Regions from separate parts of the Mus musculus genome. Here region 2 is linked to region 1. A link is a contact called in public promoter capture Hi-C data. All regions are on one chromosome and are shown on one strand. Each heading gives the region's core, a stretch centred on a gene start, on an enhancer-like site or on the middle of the called end of the contact. The rest is flanking DNA. Distances are from core to core; before and after follow the strand shown.

Evidence for each region. Promoter capture Hi-C pulls out the DNA fragments that hold promoters and counts their contacts.
Region 2: a contact with region 1 is called in a promoter capture Hi-C map of hippocampal neurons, with 7 times the contacts expected there. The contact joins the promoter of Zdhhc21 here to the promoter of Tyrp1 in region 1. A contact is called at or near these places in 3 of 39 promoter capture datasets (embryonic stem cells, hippocampal neurons and liver) and 1 of 115 datasets of contacts at active chromatin or transcription factors (astrocytes).

The regions. Positions count from the first base shown.
Region 1 is chr4:80,831,257-80,836,541 of GRCm38.p6, forward strand. It overlaps Tyrp1 (tyrosinase-related protein 1), which reads left to right and starts at 2,957. Exons shown (of 8, transcript NM_001282014.1): 1 at 2,957-3,145; 2 at 3,733-4,202. The coding sequence starts at 3,818.
Region 2 is chr4:82,856,884-82,862,286 of GRCm38.p6, forward strand. It overlaps Zdhhc21 (zinc finger, DHHC domain containing 21), which reads right to left and starts at 2,790. Exons shown (of 9, transcript NM_026647.4): 1 at 2,607-2,790.

The DNA.
Region 1 (5,285 bases), core at 1,707-4,206:
TCTCATGAAATTCCTATCTCCTTCAGTGCCAGCAATCCTTCCTCCTATTCATCCATAAAACTCCCCAAGCTCTGTCCACTGATTGGCTGTGGGTGTCTGTACCTGTCTGAGTCAGTTGCTGGGTGGAGCCTTTCAGAGGACAGCCATGTTAGGTTCCTGTCTGCAAGCATAACAGAGTATTATTAATAGTGTTAGGGATTGGCTCTTGCCCATGGGATGGATCTCAAGTTGTTGCTGGGTTTTGGTCTGCCATTCCCTCAGTCCCTACTCCATCCCCAGTGCCTGCATTTCTTATAAACAGGATAAACTTTTGTAAAAGTTTTGTGGGTAGATTGGAGTCCCTATCATTCCACTAGGGTTCCTGCTTGGCTACAAAAGAACCCTCTTAAGTTTCTGTATCCCCAATATGGTGAGTCACAGCTAAGGCCACTCCCATTGATTCTTGGTTGCAGCCCTTATCCCAGGTCTCTGTCTCATCCTGGAGATGCCCCCCACCTCAAACCCATTCAGGTGAAGATTTCCATTAGTTCTCATGGCCATCTGGCTATCTCTCTTGTCCTTTCCCAGACCTGATGCTGAGCTCCCCAGCAATCCACATCCCCACTCCGACCCTCTCAATTCCCTCCCTCCATCTGACTCTTATGACTATTGTATTCCCCCAAGTGAGATACAAGCATCCTCTCTTATGCCTTTCTTCTTGCATGACTTCTGCGGACTGGGTTACCAAACTCAGGATGATAGTCTCAAGTAGCATCCATTTGCCTGAAAAATTCATGATTTCTTTGTCTTTAAAAGCTGAATAGTATTCCACTGTGTATATGTGCCACATTTTCTTTATCCATTCTTCAGTTGAGGGACATTTAAGTTGTTTCCAGTTTCTGGTTATTATGAATAAAGCTGCTATGAACATAGCATGAGGCCACTGATAAATAAATAAAACTTGTTTGATCCCAGCCAGTCAAGAACCGGCAGGCCAGAATGTTAATGAGAATGAGCCTCCTACATAATCAATAGCTTGCAAAACCAGGAGCTGAAACCTAGGTCTTTGACTACTACTGGTCAAAATAGTGATATCTTAATTGTTTTTCTGGCTCCTTGGTAGGGATATGATTTTCTAAACTAGGAGACAGACAGACAGACAGACAGACAGACAGAGAGCATGTGGCTATTGTGTCACTGAAAGCTTTCTAAACATATAACATTGTTTTCTCCCTTAAGAACTAATTCAAACAGATCTGTTCATCCCCTGGAAGAATGCTGTTTTCTGTAAACTTTACAAGTATTACATAACCTATCTAAATATGTATGTTTACATAATGATATCTCTGGCTATTGTCCATCTCACCCTTAAAAATGCCTCATGTTCTTCCACAATAATCCTCTCATCTACACTCATTTACACTATGTTCTGGGTGTCTTATCTAAAGTCACTTGATGGAGACCACAAAGACGAGGGAGCTAAATGGAGGTCAGAGCAGCGTGCTAATAACAGAATATCAGGAGCAAAGATGGCATGGAAACACAGAAAAAAGATGAAGTGAGCCCAGATGGTTGGTGTGAGTTTTCATCATTCCACACAGATGGCACACAGTTTAAACCTTATGAACTGCTTATATCTAGACTTTTCTGTTTAATGTTTTCAGACCAGCAGACTACAAAGAATTGAAGCCACAGAGAATAAAGGTGGGGATAAGGGCAGATGATTCAATGTAGAACTGACAAATAAGTTTATTAGTACTAAATGTTAACCTTGAATAATGCTGACAAAAATGGGAAATGATATAAACACTTTAGAAAGTAATTTAGAATTACTTTATACACATTCTCAAGCCTCACGATAACAATTCCCTCTACAGATATTTGTCATGTATATATATATGAGAAACAGAAAACATTTGAAGACAATTTATAGTGGTATTTTTCACAAGATAAAAAAATTCATAAAAATAACCCCAAGGCCCAATAACTGGAGAATGGGTAAATATATTATTATATATTATTAGAATAATATGTCAAACTGTCATAAAACCTATAAAATTTTGCTACAATATTTCCTATGCAGCAACCCAAGTATACTTTTGAGACAGTGTTGGGGCAGGGGGGAATCTAGTCACTGAAGCCTACTTATACAGAAACGGTCATTCATGAGATTCAAATTGCCTAGAGATACAGAAACAAAACTAAATTTGTCTCCTGTGTATGGAATAAGTTTCCAACAGAAATGTCCTGGTTTTCCTTTAAGCATCTGAAGGAATGTCCTAGTATGAGCACACATTAATAGGTTATATGTGTAACTGGCTAAAATTTGAGGGGAAAAAAAAAGACACGAATGACTTCAGGGTTTCAGGCATCTTATATCAAGCACTGTTTAATACAACCCCAGTTCTAACAGATGATGTGGCTGGCATCCATATGTCAGTCAAAGCAGAAGAACATACTCTTATTCTTTCCTGCCTTAATTATAGATATATCCCTAGTTGTCTTTTTGGTTGTTAAATACACATTTGGTTATTTTATATAATTTTTGTATACTTCTAGCTTAGCATCAAAAGACCAGCCAACATTGATCATGAATGCTGACAAGCTTTGTAGAGTAATCATGTATTCCAAACTCAGGCTTACATTTGAATGTTGGCTACATATGTATGAGTTTTCAACTTCCAGGAGAAAACGTCTCTTTAAAAGAGAACAACCAAAAGCTAACAGAAAATACAAGTGTGACATTGGCCTTAGTTCGACCAAGAAAGCAATTCATCTTGTTTCTTCCTTTGTGGTATACAGATAAAGAAAAATAAAATCACTACAACGAAAGCAAAATCTCTTCAGCGTCTCTAATACATCTTCCAAATCAGTGTGTCTGACCTTTTCTTAAGACTTTAACCATCACAAGGAAACCAGTGGGGAGGGAGTCATGTGCTGCCTAGTAGTTAAAGGGCAGGAGAATTCACTGGTGTGAGAAGGGATTAGTGAGAGCTGGAAGAGAGGACCAGCCCCTCCCAGTGTGAGGAATCTGGCTTGGGATTTACTGTCTGGCAGAAAATCTCTTCGGGCAATTAACAGCTGGCATCAGGGGAAAAGCAGACATCCAACAACACTAGCTCTGAAGGAGATCAGCAGAGAAACCTTCCAGGGATTCATGGTACTGGTGAGCAGCTCTGTGGTGGGTACCCTGTGACCAAAGCTCTAGGAACATGAAGGAGATTTGCTTGCTATAAACCTGTTTCCTATTCTCCTTTCATTTCCATGGTTAACTATTACTATGGTAGTCACCAACTAGTGGATGCTTTTGGTAAATGACATCTATGGAAAGTCTTTTTGGATCAGGGTGATCTTTTTATGTATGTGTATGTGCATGGATATGGGTGCACGAGAGCAGGTGCCCAGATTCTCAAGGAGGGCTTCAGTTACAAGGAGTTGGGAGTGATCTGATGTGGTTGCAAGGCACTGAAGTCAGTCTCTCTGTAAGAGCACTCTATGCTCCTTACCACTGTGCCTTCTCCCCAGCCCAAGAATAGTATTCTTATGGGTAGAAATTTTAAATAAGAAAACTCAAAGACCAGGAGAGTGAGTTCTGTCATCTAGCTATTATGCCTGCAGATATTTAAAGGTGAATAATTGTTTTGACTATTGTTTAGAAATGTTGTTTCACATGAAAGATTCCATTTCCGGAGTGGGTTGAAAAAGTATGCAAAAGAACTTTTGCAACTCTGTTTTTGCCTTTCTGTTTTTCAGCTGTATTTTCATCTGAGCACCCCTGTCTTCTCCATGCAAAGAGCAGCATAGGAGACCTGTGTTCTGAACTCTTGCTTCGAGAAGAATGAAATCTTACAACGTCCTCCCCCTAGCCTATATCTCCCTTTTCCTGATGCTGTTTTATCAGGTTTGGGCTCAGTTTCCACGAGAGTGTGCCAATATTGAGGCTCTGAGACGTGGGGTGTGTTGCCCAGACCTGCTCCCTTCCTCTGGACCGGGGACTGACCCTTGTGGCTCATCATCAGGAAGAGGCAGGTGTGTGGCTGTGATTGCAGACTCCCGACCCCACAGCCGCCATTATCCCCACGATGGTAAAGATGACCGAGAAGCCTGGCCTCTGAGGTTCTTTAATAGAACATGTCAGTGCAATGATAATTTCTCAGGACACAACTGTGGGACTTGCCGTCCTGGGTGGAGAGGAGCTGCATGCAACCAGAAAATTCTCACAGGTGAGTAGAAAGGCGGGGAAGACAGTTTCACTGAGTTAGACTTGATGCTATGTGAATCCTGAATCACATAGGTCAGGAGTCACCTTAAATCCTAGAGCTCAGCCCACTTCTCCCCGTTTTAACCTACACTTTTTAACTAATTCTATTTCCATAAATCTGGAGAGATGGCTTTGTGGATGGTAAGAGCATTCTCAGGAGCTGGGCAGTAGTGGCTCATGCCTTTAATCCCAGCACTTGGGAGGCAGAGGCAGGTGGATTTCTGAGTTCGAAGCCAGCCTGGTTTACAGAGTGAGTAAACAGGACAGCCAGGGCTACACAGAGAAACCCTGTCTCGAAAATTTAAAAAAAAAAAAAAAAAAAGCTTCTAAGAAAGAGAACCTAAGATTCCCAGCACCCAGTAGGAAACTGGGTGTGGCCACTTGTGACTGTATGCTCAGTACAGTAAGGTGGGAGACAGGTTATGGAGCTTTGAAGATCACAGGTCTAGCCAAAAAGAGATGAACTCCTTGTGAGAGACTCTGTCTCAAGATAATGAGGTACGGAGTGCTAGAGGACACCTGATACTCTCCTCTGGTCTCCACATACAGGTAATTTCCTACTTTAGGCAGTTCCTATATGTTAGGGACTGACTTTTGTGACCAGAGGTCTGCGTACTAATCCTTGTACATTAGATTCAGAAAGGTCAAACTCATGGATCTGGACCTTTAGCAAAGAAAGCATGTCCACTGAGATCTAGCTAGCTCTAAGGAAAACAGTCTCTCCTCTCTAAGCAGCCCTGGTGACTCACGACTCCTCACTTACTGAAGGAGTTCATGCATTTTAGATGAATGATCAGGTACATGCAGTATTATACAGTAACAACAACAGCACTTGCTTGGTTTCCATGTGTGAGACATTGACCAAGGCTTCCCAGACTACCTTTTGAGACTTTAATATCATCCAAGCACTAGTCTACTTGGTGGGGTGTGTGTGTGGAAGGGGTATATTCCTTCTCTACATGTCTCTGTAAAGCAAGAGTTCTTTTTATCCAAATATCAAATAACATGAAAAAATAAGCCTGAAGATCTGTGACAAAAGACAGAA
Region 2 (5,403 bases), core at 1,540-4,039, 2.0 Mb after region 1:
AGGCCAAGTCAGGTTTTTCCTGGGTGTTAACCAGACATGTTCTTCCAAATGGGAAAAGGAGCAAGCTATTGCCCTTCAAGTAGCCACTGGGCCAAGACATCCTGGGAAAAGAAAAAAAGGCTAGATTGGCCTGCCCACACATAGCAGAGTTTACCAACACAGGTATGAATTAAGCATACTAACATTAAATGCTTCTAATAATGAAATTCTGCCGGTTGTGAACAACTAAGTAACTCTCTAACCACAGATAAAAGACTTAAAAAAAAAGAATGTGTGAATTCACAATCAAGCACTGCTAATCTGTACCAAATCTGATCTCTCTAACTCACTCACTCTCTGTATCTGTGTCTGTGTGTGTGTGTGTGTGTGTGTGTGTATCTACATCGAGCCCCTTAAAGCCTAGAAGCAGCTTAATCTACACTGCGATGACTACAGTAGAAAAGCAGGCCTATAATGCAAAAGACATAGCCAGCTATAAACCAAGAAACATGCTAATAAACTGACATTACAGTAAGGTAGTTTAGGGTTGGCTAGCAGCCTCACACATGAAAAATGTGACTACCAAACGAGCTGATAGAGCTTCCTGGGGATCCTTAACCAACAAATCATACCCAGGCTTCTTTCTTTCTTTAATTTTTCACCATCCCTCCTCCTTCCAGTGCAGTGGATCCAACCCAGGGCCTTGCTCATCCCAGGCAAGAACTCTACCACTGACTGACATATATATGCAAACATATATATGGCGATAGATCGGGGAGATCATGGGAGACCTCTACTTTTTGCTCATTCTATATTATGTCAAACATCTTTAATTTCAGTAATAGTATATAATAAATGCATACCCTGACTGTTCTACTAGAATGATCTTTAATTTCTACATTTGAAAAGTTGAATCTAAACCCTAATACTTTTGCTAAATAATATAATAAAGTCTACATTCCTTTGCTTCCCCAGTTATGCCTGATAAATTTATATTGCTGCAACACACAACATCCTATGCTGAGCCGTTTCCATAGGTTCCAAGTGGACATTTCCCAGAGTTCTTAGTCTCTCTACTACTACATGTGCTTTCCCAATAGAATTCTGAATTACCCATTATGAATTAGAGAAGTCAGGCAGTGGGCACATAAGTGAAAAGGTTATGACCAACTGATTTCTTTTTGTCTGGATCCTAATGGACGTACCGATACGTAGGTACTTAGGTATTTAAATTTTCGTAAGTAAACAAAGCTTGCTTAGACATCAATTTCTCTTAAACATGTACACTGTGTTTATTCTAGCTACAGCTCCTTAAGTATTAACAGAGCTCTCCATAGTTTGAAGACATCTAATATAATTCTGCTGTTTTACAGTCAAATTGAATTCTGGAGGTCTTTCTTTTGTTTTTTTTTTTTTGTTTTGTTTTTTTTTTTTTTTTTTTTTTTTTTGGTCATGAGGTAAATGTTCACCGTGGATCCTCCTCACCATGTCAAAAGGGTGTTAAGTTAAAAGCAGACATTTCCCAGACAGACATGAGAAAGCTTGAAAGATCACCGCTTAGAAAAACGTAGCCTGGCTACCTAGTTGTATAGATGAGAAAATAACACTGGATCCCTGGCCTACCCATGACCCCATAGCTGGATAGTACAGAAACCAAAAGCGAATCTGGCTTTTCTGTCTTCAACTCCAAACTGTATCTGGTTTTTTTTTTTTCCCCCAAATGATTTCATACCACTTCTCCTCTTCAAAAGCCTTACTACTGAGAGGGCACAACTAAGGTGGCAACAGGGTACCCTCTGAACTTTATCCGTGGATCTCAAGCTCTGGAAGAACTTAATGAGATACTGCACCAAACCCTTTCATCTAGGAATGGCACACACTAAGCAGTCATCAAATGGTAACGGCTATCATTATCTTTTACCACAAAGTAGGGAGTGAATTTGGGGTCGGGGGGGGGAGGGTGAGGGGTATGCATATTAGCAGTGGGTGGAGGACCCATTGGACAAGTCTTTTAAACTTACACTTAATTACCCTTATTTGCCCTTATTTTGGGCTGAAACTTTACACTGATTTATGACCCACCCACAATGACCTTGATTTTTACCCAGCCCCTCCTGTACTTTTATGAACTGCTATATTGCAGTATTTTCAAGTAATGACCGGCCAGGTCCTCTTAGCCCTGGAGATACAAACATCTTCCACTGACTCATACGGTATCTTAAAATGTGACCCAAATACATCTCGAGAAAAGACCATAAATTTTAAACGACCAGCGCAGGTTACGTTCAGCGAGTGATTACAGGGAATGGTAACAAGTGCAAAGTGCTGCCATGCGGAAAGCCATTTTCTCAAAACAGCCGGTGCGGCCGGCCGAGGGAGAGGAGGGAGAAGGTCAATGGAGGTGCACGGTTTTCTCCCAGAGGGTCCTCTGCAGCTCCGCACCAGCGACCTCGAAATGAATGAAACGCTCGGTCACGCCGACAGCCCGGGCCCCGGGGGTGCAGGGACGCCAGAGTCCCGGGGAGAACTCGGCGGATTTCTCTCCCCACCCCAGCCCATTCAGGGCCGCGGTCTCCGGGAGGGATGCTGCATGGCAGGTGCGGGACCGCCCGCCGGCCCACACTCACCGCCGCCCGCTCCGCCGCTTTCCACTCGGCTCCGCGCCTCCGCCGCCCAGGCCGGGCCGCAGTCCCCTTCCGCTTCCGGGAGCCGAGGCGCCGGGACCGGCCGAGTGGGTGTCGGCATGCCCGCGCGCCCGCGCGGAGGCACGGCCGCCGTCGCCCTCTCCGCTTCGCGCCCCGGAGCTGCGATGGGAGCCGCCGAGGGCCGAAAGACCTGAAAGCGCTCGCAGCCCAGCGCTGCGCCCGGCCTACCTTCGTCTAACCTACCTGTGCCTCCCCGCCCTGCATCCCGGCCCTGCCCAGGCGGCCGCACACGCGTGTCCCCACACCCTCCCTGCCTAGGACCAGCCTCAGCCTTAAGCAGTGCTCGCTTCCTCCTTCTGTCGGGGAACAGGCCTCTCTCCCCAGTGACAGCTATGGATTTTCCAATGTTACCTTGCTTCAAAATTTAGTCTGCAACATTGACATCTTCTGGGATTCTGGAGAGAATGCAGTCTCAGGCCTGCTCATTCCGTACCTGAATTTTAATTCAGGATCTGGAGGTGACACCTATCAGTGCACCCCAAAGCAGCAGTGTTCATCTTTAGGGCCTTCAGACCCTCTTTTGGGATACCCCAGCCATTGGAGGTTTTTCCAATTCTTGTTGGCAACCTAAATCCGCATTCAAATCATTTTTAAATGCATTTCAGATAATCTCTATAAATTGTCAGCGCTCCAATCAGTGACACCTAGGAAAAAAAATTAATGAACGCAACAGCTCAAATAACCCATCTCCCAATCTAAGCTGTTATCCTCACAAACGCCTGAGATACAATAATATAATATAAATATAATAATATAATATAATATGTTATATTATATATAATATAATAATATAGCTTTTTGCACGTCACTCCTAAATAGTGCCGTGGAAAAGTTTATACTGTATGGAGATAGCTGGTTATGCCTACATGTCCCAGAAGAAGATCATGTGTGGATGGGAGAGGAATTCCCTGCTGTAGGAAGTCTGTACTTCTTGTTGAATGGTATTGAGAGCCTTCCAGAACAAACTGTTCCCGGTGGTACCTGTTACTCAGGTCCTGGGACGACAGCTGTACTAACTCTAAAGTTACCTTCAACTAGCTTGTTCCATTTCCTGACAAATCCCCTTAATTTCATTCCCCTTAAAAAAAAAAAATCTTCTACTTCCCCACTGATAGGGGCAGGATAGGAAGACAAAGAAAACAAGGGAGTGTGGGAAAGGGGGAGGCCTCTCACGCGGAGACCTAGCTTTCCTCCTGGCTGTGTGTCAAGAAACATCAACACAACCACTAAAGCCAAGGCTGTCTCCAAGATAGTGCTCATTCTTCCCTCTACATCTCAAACAACAGTGTCACAGTCACTGTGGCAGCTACTCAGGGCCAGGGTGATTGCAGCCTTGACTTTAACCCTGTTAGCAGTACTCTCTCAACTCTAAATCTAAACAGAAGCCTCATAAAACCACCTGACAATCTTCTTTACAAAAGGGGCGTTCTTTAAGATAAGAGAAATAAGTAAATCATGACTTTCCTTTATTTTTAAACTGTTCTTAGTTCTTAAGCTTTGTAAATTACATCTTTTGAGCAAGTTAACTTAGCTGCAGAATTATATGTGTATGTATACATATATACATATACACATATATGCACATATATGTATATATTGCATATGTGATATATATACCATAAAGACTCCCAGCATAACTGCTCGCTCTTGCTCTTTCTCTCTCTCTCTCTCTCTCTCTCTCTCTCTCTCTCTCTCTCTCTCTCACACACACACACACACACACACACACACACACACAAAGTCACGTCTCAGATGTGTACTATTGTCCTTTCCTCAAGACAGACTGGCTTCCTCTCTTGTGCTTGTGTGTGTGTGTATGTGTGTGTCCTCTGTCCCACAGTCTTACCTGTACTTGGGCTTAAATCTGAAGTTTGTGTTGTCCCTTATCGCTACTTAATAAATTCACTTTGCTCTGACTCATCCTTAGGTTCTTTTCTGAATATATTTCAAGATCTAGCTTTACCTTCCTGAAGATATGAATGACAATGTTGGGTCACATTTCAAACTCAAGACCATCCTCCTGTCTCAGGCTCCCTAGTGGTGAGATTACAAGAGTGTGGCTCTGTGTCTACCTTTTGGACATGATGCTCTCAGTGGTAGCCAGACTTTGAGGGGGATCCTGGGGACCCCTGCCAACAGAGTTCTGTGTCCTCGCTGCACTTGTAGAGAACTTATGGAGCTTGTTTGGAACCCCATGTTATCATGAACTGCTAGGGATTTGGAAAATATGTTCTTTCCTGATTGCTGACACTTGATGACCTTTAAGTCATAGATTAATTTGTTTTCATGGTGTGGTCCCCAGACATGCAGCTTCTGTGTCACCTGGAAACCTGTGAAAAGTTGCATTTTTAGCCATACCCCAATCCACAGTAATAGAAATTTTGGAGGAGAAGCTCACAAACCTATGTTCTAACAACCTTCCAAGTGATTCAGAACACATACCCAAATCCTGGAACTGTTCCTCTAGACCATGGTGCCCTAGAGCAACCCAATGGCAGAGACTAACCTGACTGGATGGAAGTTTTATACTGTTTCAAGTTCACACATAGCTATGGGGTTGAAAAACTTGTCACATTACTGTTGGACTAAGTAGTTTTCATTATAATTATACATTTGCTATAGTGACATTTTCGTGACTTGGTTTCTTTGAATAAGCCAAAATAATACAGGTAAAGAGTAACTTTGAAGAAAAACACTTATTTTCCTTCAAACCCAGTGA